Linked DNA regions of Mus musculus: region 1 is linked to region 2. A link is a contact called in public Hi-C data. All regions are on one chromosome and are shown on one strand. The core of a region is the stretch at or near the end of the contact, and the rest is flanking DNA. Distances in the headings are between cores, read along the strand shown.

What was found. Hi-C and Micro-C count contacts between places; a contact is called where the count stands out from the background.
Region 1: a contact with region 2 is called in a Hi-C map of muscle stem cells, with 4 times the contacts expected there. The contact joins the promoter of Eif4ebp1 here to the promoter of Alg11 in region 2. A contact is called at or near these places in 1 of 39 promoter capture datasets (pre-B cells) and 1 of 484 Hi-C or Micro-C datasets (muscle stem cells).

Annotation. Positions count from the first base shown.
Region 1 is chr8:27,258,930-27,263,082 of GRCm38.p6, reverse strand. It overlaps Eif4ebp1 (eukaryotic translation initiation factor 4E binding protein 1), which reads right to left and starts at 2,756. Exons shown (of 3, transcript NM_007918.3): 1 at 2,533-2,756. The coding sequence starts at 2,674.
Region 2 is chr8:22,058,584-22,062,868 of GRCm38.p6, reverse strand. It overlaps Alg11 (asparagine-linked glycosylation 11 (alpha-1,2-mannosyltransferase)), which reads right to left and starts at 2,148. Exons shown (of 4, transcript NM_001243161.1): 1 at 2,099-2,148; 2 at 753-983. The coding sequence starts at 2,142. It overlaps Atp7b (ATPase, Cu++ transporting, beta polypeptide), which reads left to right and starts at 2,795. Exons shown (of 21, transcript NM_007511.2): 1 at 2,795-2,897. The coding sequence starts at 2,814.

The DNA of each region.
Region 1 (4,153 bases), core at 1,507-4,006, 5.2 Mb before region 2:
GTATAGGAAGCTTAAGTTCAAGAAACCTGACTTTATGCCTGGATATGAGATCTACTTTGCCAGACTCCTAAAGATCTGGAAAGGCAAGGAAAAAAGCCGTGTGTGTGTGTGTGTGTGTGTGTGTGTGTGTGTGTGTATACATATATGTGTATATATGTGTGTGTGTGTGTGTGTGTGTGTATACATATATGTGTATATATGTGTGTGTGTGTGTATACATATATGTGTATATATGTGTGTGTGTGTGTGTATACATATATGTGTATATGTGTGTGTGTGTGTGTGTGTGTGTGTGTGCGTGTATGGGCTTTGTTTGTGTGTTGTTTATCCCTTTCCCTTGTAACTCCTGAGTACTCAAAATGGAATGTGAGCCAATCAAGCATATAATGGTTAGGCAGATGACTCAGTCCTGATTCAAGCTCATGGGCTTTATACGCCCATAGATCCAGAGGACAGAGTAGACCTCAGGGTGATTCACTTGACCTTGAACTCCCAGCTGGCCCCTGATACAAGTAAGAAAATTCAAAAGTTAGATGGATTTGCAGAGAATAGATGAGAGCAAAGAGAAATAGCCCAAAGGGTATTCAACAGCTGTTAACCCCGGAATTACCAACACTCAGTAAGGTGAGGCAGGAGGATCTCTGTGTAGCCCTGGCTCTCCCGTAACTCACCCTGTAGACCTCTGCACTCGGATTCCGTATCTCGTTGGGGTGCTAAGTGATGAGAAACATTCTGGAGCAAATGGGTCAAGCTTCTGCCCTTTAGCAGAGGCGACCTGGAATGAATGGCCTTTGGGAAAAGATCCCACTCCTTAAATTAACTGGCTTTGGCAGAAACAAGCAAGTCTTTCCTCGAGCTATGGACTGTGTGACACACAAACAACAACAACAGCAACAAAAATCTGACAAGGGCCAGCTGGCTTTGGGGACCTGACACTGCTTTCTTTCAGTTAAGAAGCAAATGCTACACTCTAAGGAAACCCCTTCCTCTTCAAAGACAACGGGAACTACCTGGTCTGCCAACGGACACTTCGCAGACCACAGTGAGAAGTGGATCAGAGTGCATTACAAACAGTACTGGCTATTGCTACCCAGCTAACCTGTTCATCCAGAAAGGGACGGGCAAGAGAGAAAATAAACGTTTCCCAGAGCCTTTAGGTCTGTATCGGTGCCTATAAAAAATAAAAATAAAAAATACACCCTGATTCACACCTCGCCTAAAAGGACTCAACTCTCTGTGAAACTTTGTGCTCAACACAAAGTTCTGCGAAAAGACAAAGGGGCAACAGCGTGAACTAAAAAGTGGCCAGCGGGGTTGAAGAACTCCAGTAACGGGAGGCCAGAAGCCTGCAGAAAACTTTTCCTTTGGGCCGTTTCTAATAAGAGGGAGCCGGCTTTCTCCCCCTGCCCTGCTTGCTACTTCTTGCTGAGTGTAGGAACTCAGCATGACGATGCACAACAGACACGTGCTCAAGCAGCGAGGCCTTGGTGCTGTGTCCTGAAGATCACAGAACCCAGTGGACACTGACTGAGCTCCAAGATCCCTTCATCGGTGCCTTGGTTCTGGGATCTGGCTGTGCTCCCTGGTGCAGGGACAGCTGCCCGAGAAAATAGGCATGTGGCCCGGCTGCGCCAGCAGTAGCCCAAGGTTCATCACCGCGCCAGGATTCCTCTTGTTTTTGAGTTGTAAGAGGAGTAGTTGGGGGAGGAGACCGGGGAGGGGAGAAGCGCAAAAGTGGGTGGGAGCGGCGCGAGGATTGGGAGGGAAGTAGTGAGCCACGAGGATTTCATCATGCAAACAGGCGGGTAGGTTTCATCAGCGTCTATACTGGGGCTCCAGGGCAAGCTGGGAATGCCTGGTTCCCGGAGGCCGGCCCCCACCCGCGCCAACTCAGCTTCCTCTTCCTCATCCTCCGCCACTTGGGCCAGTTCAACGCTGTGCCCTGCCCCCCAGGCCCGAGGAACGTGTTGTTCTGCACTACACCAGACGCCGCCCCTGCAGGAATCTCTCTCTTAACACAAGCCACAGGTGGCAGAGAAGCACCCTCAGCGTCCAGCCTCCATTAATGAGCGAGTGTCCAAAGCAAAGAGGGCTGCCTCCGGAAAGGTTAAAAAAAAAAAAAGTGTGCAGGCGTCACTTATTCCAAGGGAGATCAACTAAACTTAATCTCCAGGCCAGCCTCTTTCCCTGATCTTGTCCCACCCCAAACTGCCCTGACACCCACAGAGGTCGCCCTTAAGCACATGGTGGTCCTGGCAGAGTGCCTATCTGTATGCTCAGGGCACTCTGCCGTATCTCCCAGGAAAAGGCTAATAATGCAGGCAGTTTGCAGCCGGGTTCCAGACCACGCTCCACCACACCCAGAAGGCGAGCAACCGAGACGGTGACCCTTCTGCTTTCCCGACGCCCCTCGTCCGTTCTGGCCAGCTACCGAACCCCTCGAATGCCGCCCTCCCCGTCGCACGTGAGACTCCGGATCCCGACGTATCCTCCAGCCCCCCGAGGTCGCCCGTGACCCCGGCCAGCGCCTACCTCCCGGGGTGGTGCTGAAGAGCGTGCCGCCCGGAGTGGTGCTGTAGTCCCCGGGCGGGAGCTGCACGCCATCGCCGAGGGCTACGCGGCGAGTGGGGATGGCCCGGCTGGGAGTCTGGCTGCAGCTGCTGCCCGCCGACATGTCTCCTGCACGCCGCCCACGACCCTCCAGCAACCCCGCGGCACCTCGGCCCAGCCCTTCTCGTGCCCGGCCCGCCCCTTCCGCCTGGGCTCCACGCCCCCTGAGACTTGCGGTCCGCCCGGCCCCACCCAGCCCCAGCCCGCTGCCTGCAAGTGGTTCCCCAGCTGCTGACCTAGGCAGCTTCTGTCCTCTCCAGTGCAGGAACCCCAGTGTGGGCCCCTTGGGTTCCCTGGTTCCTCCCCGAGACTCTGGGAAGATCTAGGTAGGGATGACGGTGGCAGAACTCTCCGATTTGGTGGCAGCGTCTCAGCGCACCAGACCGCCTGCTTTCTATATTAGGATGTGACCTCTCGATCCCAGGCCGATCCTCAGAGAAGAAAGGGTGGGCTGATCCTTCGCCATTCTTAACGTTTCTACAGCTTTTACAGTTTTACAGTTTTTAGGAGTCAGAGCAGCGGCTGCACAGCGCACATTCCTGGACTTGGAAGGAGTAGTGGAAGAGTAAGAGGGACCTAGCCAGCCAGCTAGGAACCGAATATAAATCTGATGAGGAATGGGCAGGATCGAAGCTCTGCGTACTGTGGGCTGGGAGGATTAGAGTTAACCGGTCAAAGATCCGCATAGTACTTGGACTGGGTTCCACTCCAGCACTTTGTCTGGTAGTCACTAGGGAGGGAAGGGAAAATGCATGTCCAATCGGTTACAGTGTCTGTGTCAATCAATCTCCATATGGTAGGAAATGCCTATAATCCCGACCGTGAGGAGGCTGAAGCCCTAGGAGGATCCCAAGTTGACAGCCGAGGGAGGGCCAGAACCCTGTTCTCACTGTTGTCCGGGCTGGCCTGAGAGAACACACTGGGCCACCTTCCTCCCTTTGGGAGAAGCATGTTGAAAGGGGTTTTGCTTTTTGCCTTGTTTGGTTGTTCTAGAGGCCCCAGATTTCCTGGAACTACGATTTCAGGGAAGGGCCTGTTTATAAAGTCCAACATCCAAGTTCAGCATTCAAGTGGTCCACACTTGTCCCAGCAATGAGGAGACTGAAGCAGGAGGATTCTAGCCTGTGCTACCCAGCAAAACCCTGTCTCAGACACAGAAAGAAGAGAGAGAGACTTAAGCTGGGCATGCTAGCTCAGAGAAACTGAGACAGGAGCATTACAGAAAAGCTGAGGGCAGACATGGTTGTGGCGAGTTTGATGCACAGCCTGGGCCAGACATGTTAAGACGCTGTCTTAAACCGTGAAAGAGAGAGAGAAAAAAAAACACGGGGAAGGGGAAGCTTGGAACACAGCTCACTTGGTAGACAGTTTACCACGTATACACTAAGTCCACGGTTAAATCCGAAGCATCAACATAAAAACTGAACGTGGTGGCACTTTGTAAGCTTATAATCCTAGAACTCGGGAAGGGAAGGTTGGGGGATCAGCACTCGGGAGGCAGAGGCAGGCAGATTTCTGAGTTCGAGGCCAGCCTGGTCTACAA
Region 2 (4,285 bases), core at 899-3,398:
CTGGGCATAGTGGTGCACACCTTTAATCCCAGCACTTGGGAGGCAGTGGGTTTGAGGCCAGCCTGATCTACAGAGTGTGTTCCAGGATGGCCAGAGAGCTACAGATTGAGACCCTGCCTCAATAAAACCAAAAACAAGTAAATTATTTTTCATGATGTGGCTACCCCCACTTGCTCTCACGTATACCATGCGCTCAGATTATATCCTGTGCCCCTTATCTTATCATCCTCCCCAGCCCAGCAAATCTCTTCTTCCCAGCAAGCTTTTCTCCTGCCTCCCTGTCTTTTTCTGGTGTGTGGGCATTTAATTAGGGTTGCCTGTGTGAGCCCAGGGGGAGAGTTTTAAACAAAGGCAACTTACAAGTGGCTACAGCACAAAGCAGTATGAGTCCCCCATCTCCAGCAAGCATTAACTGACGTTAGCACTTCACTAAAGGGACATTGTGAGTTCCTCTCCGCCTAGGATGGGGTCTTGAAGGGTCTAGTCTTAGACAGGTTTTGTTCATCTGAGAAATAAAAGCATGTTTTAAAAGCTAACTTTTTCTTTTTTCTTTTTAAATTCCCATTTTAAAAGGTACTTCTCATGTTGCCCAGGCTGGCTTATGACTCCTGGGCTCCAATAATCCTCCCACTTTAGACTCCAGGTAAGTTGGGATAACAGCTCTGCAACACTGAAATCTGTGGAAACTAAAATTCAGTATGATCTTAGCAAGCAGTAGCGCTGTGTTTGAGCTAAGAAAGATGCATACCTACTTTTTCTGCAGGGCTCTCAAAGCACACCACAGAACTCTCTCTCCTCCGCCACCTGCATTACAGTATGGATGGAAAAATGCAACCACCGTTTGTTCTTTTCCATTTTTGCTGGTCGACACAGACTTCTTCTTTCTCTGTAGATGCCACCTGATAACCCAAAGGCCAATGACCAAATATACACACAAAACTCCGCATATCATCAGTCCAGGAAAGAAGAGTGAATAGAAAAACCTGAGATAAATAAAAGGTGAAAATCAACCTGTTGTCAATTTAAAAAGTCAGCTACAAACTAAGGTTTACTTTTTACACACTTGCTTAATATTAAGTTCTGTAGCTCCTAAGTCTGCTAAAAAAATTATTTAAAAAAAAAGTGCCGGGCGGTGGTGGCACATGCCTTTAATCCCAGCACTTGAGAGGCAGAGGCAGGAGGATTTCTGAGTTTGAGGCCAGCCTGGTCTACAAAGTGAGCTCCAGGACAGTCAGGACTATACAGAGAAACCCTGTCTCGAAAAACAAAAACAAAACAAAACAAAAAAACAAAAAAAATTAATTTTTTTCCCCTTAGTGGTGATGACTGGTGATTCAGGGCCTCAAAGATGTTAGGTAAACACTTGATTCCTAGCCAATACATACCCATATTTAAACCAAATGCTTGGAAGAAAGGTAACTGTAATCCAAAGCTTTGAATTACTTATCAATGACCATTATAATGCAGAAAGTCACTCATGACAATGTACACTGTACAGAGCTGGCAGCATTCCATTTATCGGGAAAAGGCCAAGAATGTGCTAGAACAAACTAGCCTATTCATATTTTTAGCAATCACTACAGACCTTGAAGCAGACAGCTCAGAAAGGAAGATGTAATACAAACTCTGGCAAGAATGCATGTATCCACTGCTCTTCAGAACGCTATTTCGCTAGCTATAAATGTTCAACCTGAACAAAAACACATATGAACTTAGGTAGGCTTTCATAGGGCAGAAACAACTTTTGAAATATGGAACTATTACAATAGTAGTGACCACCGGGTGGTTAACATTCCTGTTTATTTCTACCAACTTTATGTAATTCTTACATAAGAAACGATATGTATCTCAAAGGCAAAACCAATATATTTACAACTTTAAACATCAACCAGGAAAGAAGAAATCAACAGATGGTCAAGTAGCAGAGAGTCAACCAACTGGTTTACGAAGCAGCAGGTAGCCAGTTAAGGAAAACAGCTGATCGGCATGCGAAACAACCGAGGTAAACCGAGGCACGAAGAAAGCGCTTCTACAGACTTTATCTGGACTGCCTCCAAACCCTCCACGCCCTCGTGAGCTCAGGCCACCAGATCCTCACCGCAGCACGGCGTACACGCACCAGCTCCCAGTGTCCGCCGCCATCTTATCCCACCCTCCCCTCTCACAGCCCGGAAGCGCTTGCCTGTTCTTCTATCCTATTGGCTCCTGAGGAAGCGTGTGCCGTTAGCCACGCCCCCCGCTTACACGCCTTCCTGCAGGTTGCCTAATAGCCGCTTCCCACAGGCGGGGCGCACACGGGCCCATCCCACTTGGGCCACGCCGCTGCGGTGGCGGTGGTGGGGCGTGGCTTGTGATGGACAGCCGGCTCTCTCGCCCCTCCCACCCCACTCGCCCCGCCCACTTCGCTCCCCCCCCTCCCGTCTGGAAGCCCCCTTGAGGGCGCCCAGCCCTGCCCCCACCGCGGCGCTGCCAGCCGGTTGGGACCCAATGGGAGGTCCGGGCGGGCGACGAGCTAATCTTCCAGTACAGAGTCCGCTCTTTCAGAGGTGTCGGCGAGTCCCCAGCGGCCGCAGTAGCGGGGCGCGGGGTGGAGAGGGGGCTGCGCTGGAGCGGGCGTCCTGAGACTGTGGTCCTCGCTGCACCCTATCTGCAGCGCACCGCGGACCTCGCTGTCCGTAGTCCGCAGCGCCGGGGCTGGGAGATCTGAGCCCTGTGTTCCCCAGGAACCACGGATGCGCTTCTTCGCGCCTCCTCTCCCTGGCTTGTAAAGTCGCCCTTCCCTCCCCCCAACCAGGTGACCTTTGGGCTCGGGGATGGATCCCAGGAAGAACTTGGCGTCTGTGGGGACGATGCCTGAACAGGAGAGACAGGTCACAGCCAAAGAGGCCAGTCGGAAAGTAAGTTTCCTTTGCCTGACCGCAGCGTGTACGCACCTGCTCAAAGCGCTTTTCTCCTCGGTTCCTCCAGGGCTCGTGACTGTGGACACGTACCCCTGAGAACCCGGGAGGAAAACCCTCTAGATCAAGGGTGCCACTAGCCCTCTGGTGTACAACGATTTCGAGCCCAGAACTTTCCCCGGTCCTTATTAAAGAGCTCTTGAGCGTGGGCTTGCTGTATAAAAACTCTAGTTGCTCCTGGGAGTGCTAATACCTCGCTAATGCCTGGCTAATGCTCCTCAAAAGGTCTACATCCAAGTCCTGTACCTTGAAGGCATTCATTTAATAATACAGGGGGTTAATTAATGCAGCCTCTTAGAGATGCAAACAGCGTAGAATATTTAACATGAAAAGCAGGTCTGTTTTTCTTTTCTTCATGTGCGTTTTCAATCAACAAATACTTACTGAAACTTGTATAGGTCGCAGGCATATGATGAATTCTTGAAGATTTGTGCATTGTTTTAAAATATTTTGTCTAGCTTAATTGAAATCACGTTTTATGTTCTCGGAACTTTTTTTTTCCAATTAGTTATACTTTGTAGATTGTTTCCCAGAGTGTCATAGGTGTTCCCCATAGTCTGTTGGTGGTTCCCTCTTGGGTGGTCATGGCGATTGCTTCCTTTCTTTCCCAGTTGACGTGATCTTTGCACTTGAATTGTTGTGTGTGTGTGTGTGTGTGTGTGTGTGTGTGATGGAGGTTAGGGGCATCTTGCTGGACTTAGTGCTGCTTTTCCCACCATGTGTGTCAGTGTGTCGGGTCGTCGGGTTTAAAAGCTAGTGCCTTTACCCACTGAGCCATCTTGCCCTACTTGTACTTGAGTCTTTTTTTTTTTTAAAGCATTTATTTATTTGTTTTATGTGTATATGGGGAAGAATGGAGGGGGAGAGAATCTAGGCGTGAGAGGTCAGCAGAAGACGTCCAGGAGTTGGTTTTCCCTCCTTTCAGCAAACAGGTCCTAGGGCTTCAAGATTGTGTGCATCCACTCATCGAGCCATTCAACTGGCCTTACACTTGGTTATTGACATCGAATTTAATACTGGGCGTATTTCTTTAGGTCTGGATTGCTGGATTGGAGCTTGCTCCTTTTGTTCAGGTCTCTGAAACTAATTAATCCAGCAGTTTTATCCAGCGTCCCTTGTTAGTGAAATTCATGTAGACTCTGGTGTGTAGGAATGAGAGGGGTGTAGGTTAATGGACAGGCAGGGAGAGAGGTGGCTGAGTAGGTGTGAAGACAGCCCACACCGGGTAGGGGTGGCCAGAGCAGAGAAGGAGATGCCCCCTATCTTTGTCAGTGTCCCCCTGAAAGAGTAAAGTCTTTATCTAATCAGGTGAAATTGAAGACCTGCTC